Regions from separate parts of the Mus musculus genome. Here region 2 is linked to region 1. Evidence: chromatin contacts called from public Micro-C data. All regions are on one chromosome and are shown on one strand. Each heading gives the region's core, a stretch centred on a gene start, on an enhancer-like site or on the middle of the called end of the contact. The rest is flanking DNA. Distances are from core to core; before and after follow the strand shown. Region 1 overlaps Rbm19 (RNA binding motif protein 19). Region 2 has its middle 59 kb from the start of Gm31836.

Evidence for each region. A called contact is a pair of places that touch in the nucleus more often than the background predicts.
Region 2: a contact with region 1 is called in a Micro-C map of the G1E-ER4 cell line, with 2.2 times the contacts expected there. The contact joins two enhancer-like sites. A contact is called at or near these places in 1 of 39 promoter capture datasets (frontonasal cranial neural crest), 4 of 484 Hi-C or Micro-C datasets (the G1E-ER4 cell line, differentiating embryonic stem cells and nephron progenitors) and 4 of 115 datasets of contacts at active chromatin or transcription factors (differentiating embryonic stem cells, embryonic basal ganglia, embryonic midbrain and 1 more).

What each region holds. Positions count from the first base shown.
Region 1 is chr5:120,133,098-120,138,567 of GRCm38.p6, forward strand. It overlaps Rbm19 (RNA binding motif protein 19), which reads left to right. Exons shown (of 24, transcript NM_028762.1): 16 at 664-784. All of the region lies in intron 1 of Gm10390 (predicted gene 10390), which reads right to left. Among named protein-coding and RNA genes, the nearest start is that of Gm10390, 3.4 kb to the right of the region's middle. RefSeq lists an enhancer at 2,681-3,837. Within about 2 kb of position 2,519, at least 11 of the 459 cell types and tissues checked have an H3K27ac peak or open chromatin away from gene starts, as enhancers often do. A contact at or near this core is called in the G1E-ER4 cell line, where this site is marked.
Region 2 is chr5:120,291,974-120,297,289 of GRCm38.p6, forward strand. No RefSeq gene overlaps it. Among named protein-coding and RNA genes, the nearest start is that of Gm31836, 59 kb to the left of the region's middle. Within about 2 kb of position 2,763, at least 4 of the 459 cell types and tissues checked have an H3K27ac peak or open chromatin away from gene starts, as enhancers often do. A contact at or near this core is called in the G1E-ER4 cell line, where this site is marked.

The DNA.
Region 1 (5,470 bases), core at 1,269-3,768:
CCCAGGCTAGCATGGGCCTCGCTCACACAGGCTCTGCCCAAACCCACCTTCCCTCTTGGAGCCTGCTGCCCCATGGTGGGCATTACGGCTGTACCTGGGGCTGTCTCCTGACTTTTGGTTAAAGAAAAGAAAACAGCAGATATGAGTTTCCCAGGCTGTCGTGACAAGGGGCCGCTGCCAGCTTGGTGGCATGAGACGGAGGATTCTGATCTCACAGCTTGATTGGCAGCCCAGTCTCACCCACTCACCTCTGCCCATCCCATTCCAACCTCCCGACTCGTGTATCAAACTTACAGCCCAGCCAGATAGCACAGTCTCACCCCAAGATCTGCCTCCTATTGCCAAGGTCACAGTCACAGGCTGGGGCTCAAGGTCAAGACTTGACTGTGTCTTGGCGAGGCACTATTCCACTCAGTACAAGGAATTTCTGTGTGCCTGGGGCTTGTATGCGTCATGACCTGTGTCTTACATTAGTGTCTGCGGGCTCTGCTCAGGTACCTGGTTGTACAGAGGGCCCTGGGCCCTGCCAGTGCAGGAAGGGCTCTGTACCCAGCTGGCTTCTCCTGGCTCTGTCAGTCATCTCTGGCCCTTCTGTCAAGCAGCACTCAGTCTCCAGCTAGGTCTTAGATGGGGACCCACAGCCTTGGCACCCTGTTTCTGCAGTTCCACCATGTCCCCCTGTACCTGGAGTGGGCTCCAATTGGTGTCTTTGGCGCAGCCCCCCAGAAGAAAGATTCCCAGCATGAGCAGCCTGCAGAGAAAGCCGAGGTGGAGCAGGAGACTGGTAAGGGCAGAGTCTGGGGTCACCATGCTGTGGGCAGCGCTGGGAGAAGGGTGGGCCGGGGTGGGGGAGACTGTCATTAGGCCACTGGCTGGGTGTCCTTCATTCTGCCTGTAGGTAGATTTCATAGGCATGTCATGTGTCATTTGAAGAGTAGACCCTTGCAGTCGTGTCACTAGAGGTGGCCGAGTTTTAATTTCTTGGCCGAAGGTTTTAGAATCTTTGAGTGTATTGACTGGGATTTGAAGGAGGCTTTGGGAACCATGTCTCCAGCATCAGTGGTGTCTGCTGGTCCCTCTGTAGCAGCTCGGGTGTCTCAGTGCCCCCTGGTGGTCGGGAGAGGAAACAGCAGTGGTTCCCTTTGGCTGGTGCCTCACTGTGGGGAGGGGGAGGGCACATCTTTGACATTAGGTATAGGACAGCTCTCCCTTATCCAGATTGATGTTCAGGAGTGCCTGCCACTCTGAGAACCAGAAGCATCGGGGTCACATCCCAGATGCAGCCTGGGCAGTGGCACCAGCAAGTGTGAGGACCCACTAGACGGCTGTGGTGGGTCAAGGTGCTGTGTAGATTCATTGTTTATTGTTTTGGTCTAGTTTGCTATTCTCGTGTAGTTTGGGGTAGTCTCAGGCTTCCTGTTAGCTGAGGGTGACCTTGAGCTACAGGTGTAGAGACCATAGTCCATTTTCTGTGGTTTCTGTATATTCAGGTATACACACATAGGAGTCTATTGCAGCAAGCAAAGGGGAGCCAAGTGCCAGGGTTGGCACACGTAGGGTTCGGATCCTCACCCAGGCTGTGATGTCTCTGCTCACTGAGGGTCATTTGGAGGCCATAGTTCTGTGTGGGTTGTCACTTCTCTCTGACCCTGACACACTGTGGTTGTCGCTCTCTGGTAGCGGGTTGGACCTTCTGGATACCTCTTCCTAGCCTCAGTCAGGAGGTGGCACGGTGTCTCTCAGACCAGAGGTCCCCTCAAGCCTGCTCACGATCTTATCCAGAGACGTTTCTCCTCGCGGTCCTGCATTGGTTGATCATTAGCGTTGTGGGTTGGGACCTCAGGCTGTGGGCGTTCTGCAAGTGCTGCCTCTCCTGGGGCTAGTTCTCCCCCTCAGCACCCCAGAGTTCCCAAAGACATACACCCCAGGAGGCCCATCTCACAGAGGCTTTGAGTGGTTGCTCCCCTGTCCTGATGGGTGCATCCACATCTCTCCCCTTTTATGGTGATGCTGATAAACATCGTAATCTGCACTTTAATTTCTCACTTGTCATCTCCATCCTGGCTGGGCTATCACTGCACCCTGGTGTCCAGCATCTGGGGATGTAGCCCTAGACAGAGGGAGAGCAGGACCGCTGCATAGGTAGGCGCCAAGACAGTGAAGGACTGTGGGAAGTGTGTGACTCACCCCTCTGCAGAGAGGGCTGAGCTCTGGCGGTGTTTGTGTCTGAGCCTCTGATACACGTGAGGCTTGAAACTGGCTCCAGGGTTTGGTGGCCCCAGCCAGTGAGTGGTTGCATGGTGGCACGCGAAGGTGACTTTAGGTGGCTGTGGCTTGAGTCTGTGTATAGCCAGTGGGACCTTGAGTTACACTCACAGCCGTGGCACTGCGGGGGGAGATGTACTCGCTGTCCAGTGCATGCGCCGTCTCCTCCTCGACATGGCTGAGGGAGCGCCTCCCTTTTCTGACTTCTGGTTTTGTGTCTGTAACATGGGTGATGGCCACCAGGGTGCCCAAGGTTACTGTTGTCACCCACAGGCTGGGAGCTAAGTAGCGTCCCAGTGCCCTTGTAGCCACATAGAGTTGTGTGTCAGCCGACGCACGTGCTGACTGGCTACATCCCTAGAACTTCCTGCTGCTCCGGTGAGGGGGCAGGTGGAGGGGCTGAGGTGGACTGAGTAGTATCACTGGCGACTTTGGGTGCAGACATTTCTCTAGAGCTAGAGAGTTTTCCTGACACTGGTGTCCAGGGTCTGGGGGTGGTACTCTGTCTCTTGTCCCCACTACCAGGCCCTGACCTTGAGAGGTTGCTTTCCAGGGCCATAGCCTGTGACCTACACCAAGGCAACCTTAGACCTGGGAGGAGGACCAGGAAGCTGTCCCTGGTTAGGCCCTGCCCAGATGCACTGGGCTCACACCATCTCTCTGCCCCTACCCAAAGCCACCTTGGCCTCCTGTGGCTTTTCTCATCCTGTCTGACTACATAGTCTACTGCTCAGAGTGTCATCCCCTGCTCCCTCACCCCTGCCCAGAGTGTCATTCCGTGCCCCCTCACCCCTGCCCAGTGTCATCCCGTGCCTTTCACCCCTGCCTGGAATGTCATCCCGTGCCCCTTCACCCATGCCTGGAGTGTTGTTCTGTGCCCCCTCACTCTGCCCTGCCCATTGTTCCCAAGGTACCGCCAGCTCTCCCATCCCTGTAGGGCCAGGACCTAGAGTGCTGCGGACCCAGAATAGGATTTCATAGGCAAGGGGGGAGGGGCAGGCTTTTCTGCATTGAGCTGAGTCCCGAGGGACAGGAACAGCGTGTTTTATCTCCCCACAACCAAGACCCTCACCTCCAGATAAAGGGCTGCGAGTCAGGGGAGGTCCCACAAAGCTGCTTGCTGCTGATAACAGGCTGTCGCTGTGGGCCTCACAGGAGCTCCAGTGGGGAGGGGCCGGGGAATCCTACAGCCTGCTTCTAATGACGCCCCCTGTGGCCACCCGTGACTGGCTGCCATTGTGCTGTCTGAGGTGGAATAGTCTTTCCCTGCCCCTCCCGGTCCCTGCAGCCCACCTTGCTGCTCACCCCATCCTGTGCCATGCCCAGCCCTCCACCTCTCTCACCCTTCCCCCTCTCTGCTCCTTCTCCCTTTTCTCGTCATCCATTTGGATTTCATGGTGCCCAGGTTTTTGTTTCTCCTTTGTCTCCCCATCACTCTCTCTGCCTTGTACCGTTTTTGTCTTTCGGATTAAGGGTACACAGCTTTTCCTCCTGTGGCCCAGGAGGGCCCACCAAGCAATCTGCAGTGTGCACAGGGCATGAGGTTGCAGCCCTCTTGGATGCTTGTGGCAGGCTGCTTCCCTGGTCCCTTCTTGGTCTTTCCTAGAACCTTTATTGATGCCCCTTCTAGATGGCGAGAAGGTGGGAAGCCTGCAGCTCTGAGCTCACATATGTGGGCAGGGCATATGTGTATGGCTCAGAGTGCTCAGCCCAAGGTCTGAGCTCGGGTCTGTGACTCCACAGCTACTTAGGAACACCGTCTAAGTGTGGTCGCCAGGCCTCTGTTCCAGGCACAGGCTGAGCATGACAGACTCATTTCCATGGGTGTTTTTGGGGTGGACATCACTATCCCAGGCCTGGCCCCACACATGGTGAGCTCCCCTCATATCTGAGACACACAGACCGGAGCCAGTGGAGAAAGTGATTTCACAATGGGGCTGGGGCTCTGTAAAGAGGAAAGCAATAGAGACTAGCTGAGTCCTCTGTAACAGGGACCCTGGGGAATGCTTGTGCTGTGACCTCATAGGGATCCAGGAGATGAAGAATGAGCAGGCGCAGCATGTGCAAAGGTCCTGTGGCAGGCTCTGGTTTGGCAGATTTGGCAGTCAGCAAAGAGGCCGGAGCAGTTGGTGTGAGCTAAGCAGAGAGAAGCCAGGGATGAGGCGTGAGCAGCTGACAAGCCCAGTGGGGAAGGGGCAGGAGCAGGTCGGGGACCAGCAAGGAGGTCACTTGGTCAGTTGGTGACCAGTGATAGTATCCCAACCTGTGGATGAGGTCATGGGCACATGTACTTCAGAACAGCCCAGTGCTGGGTTCAGGAGTGTGTGCATGCACGTGTACCATGTATATGTGTATGCGGATGCAGGAGTGTATGCTTCATGCCTGTGCGCTGTGCTTGGTCTCATTAAACATGGTTGTCTTAGGCTTCCAGTGCTGTGGAGAGACACCATGACCATGCCAACTCATATAAAGGAAAACATTTTATTGGGGCTGCCTTAGAGGTTTAGTCCGTTACCATTACCATCATGATGGGAAATGTAGCAGTGTGCAGGCAGACATGCTGTTAGAGAAGGAGCTATGAGTTCTAGAGAGTTCTACATCTTGATACTGAGGTAGCAGGAAGCTGAGCCACATTGGGCATAGTTTATGCATATGAAACCTCAAAGCCCACCCCAGCAGTGACATACTTCTTCCCACAAGGCCACACCTCCTAACAGTGCCATGCCCTGTGGGGCCATGGGGGCCATTTTCTTTCAAACCACCACAGCTGTACTATAAATGGGGTGCTAAGGTAGGGATTCAGCCTCTGGCCCCAGCACCAGTGTAGCCTGCATATGTCTCATAGCTCCATGCACCCCCTTTCCCACTTCCCTTCCAGGTCCACATGGACCCCAGGATCCAGGGGCCAGGATGAGTGTGGGGAGGCGGGTAGCCCTGCTTGGGCTGCGGGAAGAAGGTCTGCCATACCAGCAGAGTATGGCCTGCATATCCTGGTGTTGAGGGAGGGTGTGGTTGGCTCATTGGGACTGTTCTGGCCAGGCCAGCTGTGAACCTAGAACTAGGTGCCAGCCATTCTCAAAAGTCCCCTAGCTCCTGAGGCTGGGGCTAGGAGCAGCTGGAAGCTGGCCTGCTCAGGAGGGACCTGCCCATCATGATACTGCCTAGAACCTTTTTCAGCTCAGCCAGCTGCTAACGCAGAGAGTGA
Region 2 (5,316 bases), core at 1,513-4,012, 160 kb after region 1:
AGGCAAGCAGAGCCCTCCTGTTGGCTTCAGCCCCACATGGAGCTTACAAACCTTTTGGGAACTGTTGAGGTGGCTCAGGCTGGGATTGAGCTCCTGATCCCAGGACATGGAAATGACCACAGCTGGGGGACTTTGCCCAACACCACAGGTGTGAGCATACACGTGGAGGCTGGAGAACAACCTGGATGTTATCCTATAATTTCTATTCACCTTTTTGTATGTATGTATGTATACATGCGTGCGTATGCTATGGCATAAAAGCAGATGTCAGAGGAGAACTTGGGGCAGGCAGTCAGCTCTCTCCTTCTACCATGTGGGTCCTGGGGCTGGAACTCAGGCCATCAGGCAAGCCCCTTTACCCACTAGCCCTCTCCTGGGCCCTTAGAATTTAGGACCTGGGTGTCTGTAGTGTGGCGAATATTTCAGGACAGATCTTCACCCCACTCAGTGTCTTCCCTCAGAACCTGTGAGGGCTACTGTTTATCTGCACAGTATTTACATTGCCATTCGCTAGGCTTTGATGACTCAAACTCTCAAGGGTCCCTGTTATTACCTTGGGATATCCCGTCTTGATTCATTCTTACTCCTTATAATTCGATTTCAAGATCCTAAGCGCAACCGGCTTTCTCTTTAGGCCACTGTCTGGCCATTGGCCCCAGCTGTCTTATTCTCTGATACAGGCAGATTTGAGAACAAGCTCTTGCAGACCCAAAGCCCAGGGCCCACTTGAGTTGGTCAGAATCTGTGGTCCATGGGCCCCAAATCCCTAGAAATCTCAAATCCATACACGACTTAGTCTCTGGGATTGAAGACCTTTGATCCTCCGTCCCACCTAGCCAAAGAGACTTTGATTGGCAGAGTCAGAGGTAGGCCAGTTATGGGGAGTTCTTAAATCAGACCCCTGCAGCCCAAGTGCATGAATCCATAATCCCTAACGCGGGCTGGAGTGTGTGATACATCACCATCCATAACGGTAATGCGGCACCATAGATCAGCCGCCTGTAATAAATAGCAGATCATCCGCTCATCATATTTTATCATATATCGTGACATCGGTTCCCAACATCATATTTTAAGTGATTGACACTCAGCATCTCCCCCTGAGAGGAGCATCCTCAGGTGTGTTTGTCTAAAAAGTGCCGTGACTCTTGCTCGAAGATGAAGAGTTTCCCACAATTCCCTGAGGCTGGGCTGGCCGGCACAATAGGCTCTGAGGTGAGGCACAGTTACAACCTAGACACATGGGGAAGAAGCAGTAGAGGATGCAGACCCTAGGCTGCCTCTAGCTGACTCCAGCTGGTCTGGGAACAGATAACTGTGAGGAATGGGGCTGACGTCATGGTTTCTGTTCTCAGCACCTGCCTAGCATGCCTGAGGCCCTGGGTTCTAGTCCCGGCACTCCTGAAACCAGCATGGTGGATGGTGCTATCCCATCAAGGCAGCCCTAGAGGGGACTCAGGAGCTCAAGGTCAGCCTCAACTACATAGTGAGTTTGAGGCCAGCCTGGGCTGCATGGCATAGCCTCAAAGAGAGTGTTGTCCTATGAGACTAGAGCCCCTCCCCTGCACTCTGTGTGGCCCACAGCAGCAGAAATGTGCACAAGTGTTGTGTGACTACAAACAGTACATATGCATGGAGATCTGTGACCCTTTCACAGGCAGGGACACACACACTTCTAAGGGAGAATCTTGGAATTCCCCAGGATTCATTTTATTGGGTGCCTACTGAACATTTCCACTCTGCTGTTTAGCTAGTAACATTTTAAATCTCTCTCTCTCTTTCTCTCTCTGTCTCTGTCTCTCTCTCTCTCTCTCTCCTTCATTCTCTCCCTCCCTTCTTCCCTCTCTCTTGCTATATTACCCAGAGACTGGGCTCAAACTTCCAATCCTCCTGCCTCAGCCTCTCAAGTGCTAGGATAACAGACATGAGTCACTTTTGATTTCTGCTCATGTATTTTGACATCTTGTTGCTTAAACCCATCTTCAGAAAAAAGGGGAGGGGGCAAATCCCCCAATATTTCCTTGCTAGTATTGTTAGAAACTAGAATCCTATATTTATAGGCATCAACTAAATAAATTATAAATAAATAAATAAATAAATAAATAACCAACTCAGTTCCTGAGACGGGAGTCTCAGCTGCATTGACTCTTGAGCCGGATAATTCATTTCTTCCTTACAGAGCTAGAATAAAATGCAGGTCTTACACAGGCCAAGCAAGCCATGCCCCTGTGCTGTGCACTGTGGGGTGATCAGCGACATCTCTGGTCTCTACTCCCATTAGCATCTCCTTCTTGCCAGCAAAAAACTGGCTGGGACATTGCCACCGTCCTCTGGGTGGGATGTATCAAAATGGCCCTGAGATTCACAGCTATTGTTTAAATGCCAAGCATGGACACCAGGTTTGTACAGGTTTTCCTTGTTAGGCTCACATCATCAAACTGCGTGGAGCCTGGGTCCGTCACCTCCCTTCCCCATGTGCCTTGCGTGTACTGGTGGCTTAGCACACATGTGTGAGGTGTGTGTGTGTGTGTGTGTGTGTGTGTGTGTGTATGTGTGTGTGCACGCGCGCACAGTAATTCTTTTATCTTCTCCTCACACCCTGGGCATTATGGGCATTCATCAAAATAATTGACGCGGATGAAATTAGCACTTCCTGCCATGTAGGCCAGATAAACTTTGGTGAATATTGATTCCACACAAAGAAAATGACATGTGCTTGGGTCTAACCCTTTATCTGGCCGGGCCAGGGGATGAGCCAGGAGGGGGACGGGGCTGGCCGCCTCTGGTGGAGATGCGGTCTTAAGACTTACTTTTATCTCAGCCTGAACCAGAGAACACACTCAGATAAGAAACCAGAGGGAGAGAGAGAGTGCTGCAGAGATCTGCAGAAGTCCTGGGATCGGGCAGTCCTGGGGGACCAGGAGGGAAGCCGGTGCATTCTGAAAAGGGGGGCGGGGCGGACAGAAGAGAGCAAAGGCCGGTGCTGGGGGGTGAGGCCAGTGAAGAGGTTGTGTGGGACCCCAGTCTCAGCCCCGTTCCTGCAAATAGGATAAGCAGCCAGGCCAGCTTGCTGGGGGCTGCACACTTTCCCACGATATGAGGATTTGGATGCTAAAACCAGACAGCCCAGATGAGCCAGGGAGACATTCCTGTCTTAGCCTTGAGGCCTTGGGCAGCATCGCCTGACTTCTGTGTAGGAATGACAGAAGTGAGGTGCACCTCCAGCCTGGGCAGAGAGAGGTTAAAGCCCCCACTAGAGCACCTAAGTAGCTCAACAACAGCTCTGGACCAAAGCTTCCTTTTCCCAGAAGCCCCCTCTGCTCACTCCAGCCCCAGGTTCTCTTTCTAGAATGTAGCAGCGCTGGCTTGGTTAGCCTGGACACACAGCCCTCTCTCTCTAGCTGTTGTTTGGGAATAGCATCTGTACCAGATGTCTGGTGAAAGGAAAACTGATGTATATTCCTGAGATTACCGAATTCTCTTCCCTGGAGGCTGACTGTGTGGTAGGCATGTCCATCCTATGTGATGTTCTGTGTTCTAACACGAGCCATGCACCAAGTAGGCATAGTAGTACACGCCTAATGATCCTTGTACTTGGGCAGGAAGGCAGGAGGATCCAAGAGTTCAAGGTCATCCTGGGCTACATACCTACTTGAGGCTAGCCTGGGCTACAGGAGACCCTATCTCAAACAGACTGGGGAACCCAGAAAGTGGGTAAAGGTGCTTGCCACCAAGCATGACAGTATCATGTCAAGCCCCAGGCCCCACATAGTGGAAGGACAACCAACCTCTAGAAGTTCAAAAGCAAAAACAAAACAGTTGGTCCAGGCCTTTAATCCCAGCATTCTGGAGGGAGAGGCAGGCTGATCTCAGAGTTCGAAGCCAGCATGGTCTACAGAGTGAGTGTCAGGGCTACATAGAAAAACCCTGTCTTGGGGGTGGGGGTGGGATGGGGGGTTTTCAGAGGGGAAACTGGGAAGGGGGATAACATTTGAAATGTATATATATATATATATATATATATATATATATATATATATATATATAAAATACCGATTTTTAAAAAGAAATAGAAAAACCCTGTGTTGAAAAACAGAAAGAGAGACCCATTGGACTTGCAAACTTTATATGCCCCAGTACAGGGGAACGCCAGGGCCAAAAAGTGGGAGTGGGTGGGTAGGGGAGTGGTGGGGGGAGGGTATGGGGGACTTTTGGGATAGCATTGGAAATGTAAATGAGGAAAATACCTAATAAAAAATATTAAAAAAAAACAGACAAACAGGGACTGGAAAAATGGCTCAGTGGTTTAAGAGCACTGACTGCTCTTCTGAAGGTCTTGAGTTCAAATCCCAGCAACCACATGGTGGCTCACAACCATCCGTAATATGATCTGATGCCCTCTTCTGGTGTGTCTTCTGGTGTGACAGTGTACCTACATATAATAAATAAATAAATCTTTTTAAAAAGAAAAACAAACAAATAAAGATAGACAAATAATACCACCAAGAGACACTTAAAACTTGGAGCATAGCTGGCTCTTGGAATCAGAGTCACTGGCTTGCTTGTGGCTGAGCAATGTAAGAGGGTAGCCATCATTATATAGATCATCATTCACAATGGGGAAGATGGGGGGAGATACTTGGGACAATGTCACCTCCTCTCAGCTTCCCTCCCTGATTGCCTTAGTCCACAGAGAACTCTAGTTGTGAAGACCCAGAACGTCAAGGGTCCAGCTTCTTCTGGAAGAAATAGGAAATAAGAGCATGGGTTGAGCCAACCTAGTTCACTTCTCCCCATGCTGCCGTCCAAGGCCATGAGCAGGGCAGACTCCATGGGGACAGGATGACAGCACTAGGAACCCTGACAGTGATGCTGTCATCAGTCATAGGAGCCCTTTAATTACCATGGTGATATTCTAGAGCCAGGAGCCCAGCACAGGGCTAGAGTACTTGCCTGGCATGCACAGTGCTACATCCAGGTGACCCATCAGGGTCACCATCCCTCTGGGTGTTCCTTCCTCTGCAAAATACAGATCCCATCACTGTCTCTCCGAGGGTTGGGAGGGCTGAAAAGCATACAGGGAGATGCTCTAAGTACCCACAGGGGTGGGGGTGGGGTGAGCAGTGGGCAGAGCTGCCCAGAAATGGGACTCTGCACCCTCTGCAAAGGGGGAGACATGGTTGGCTGTGTCTAGCATCCCTCTGACCTGCCCAGGTCTTGGATTCAAGAGTCAGGGGTCCCCTGCTTCACTCCTATCCAGCGCCCCCCAGGTTAGAGAAGCCAGCTGTGAGAATAACCAGAAACTCTGCCTGGCCC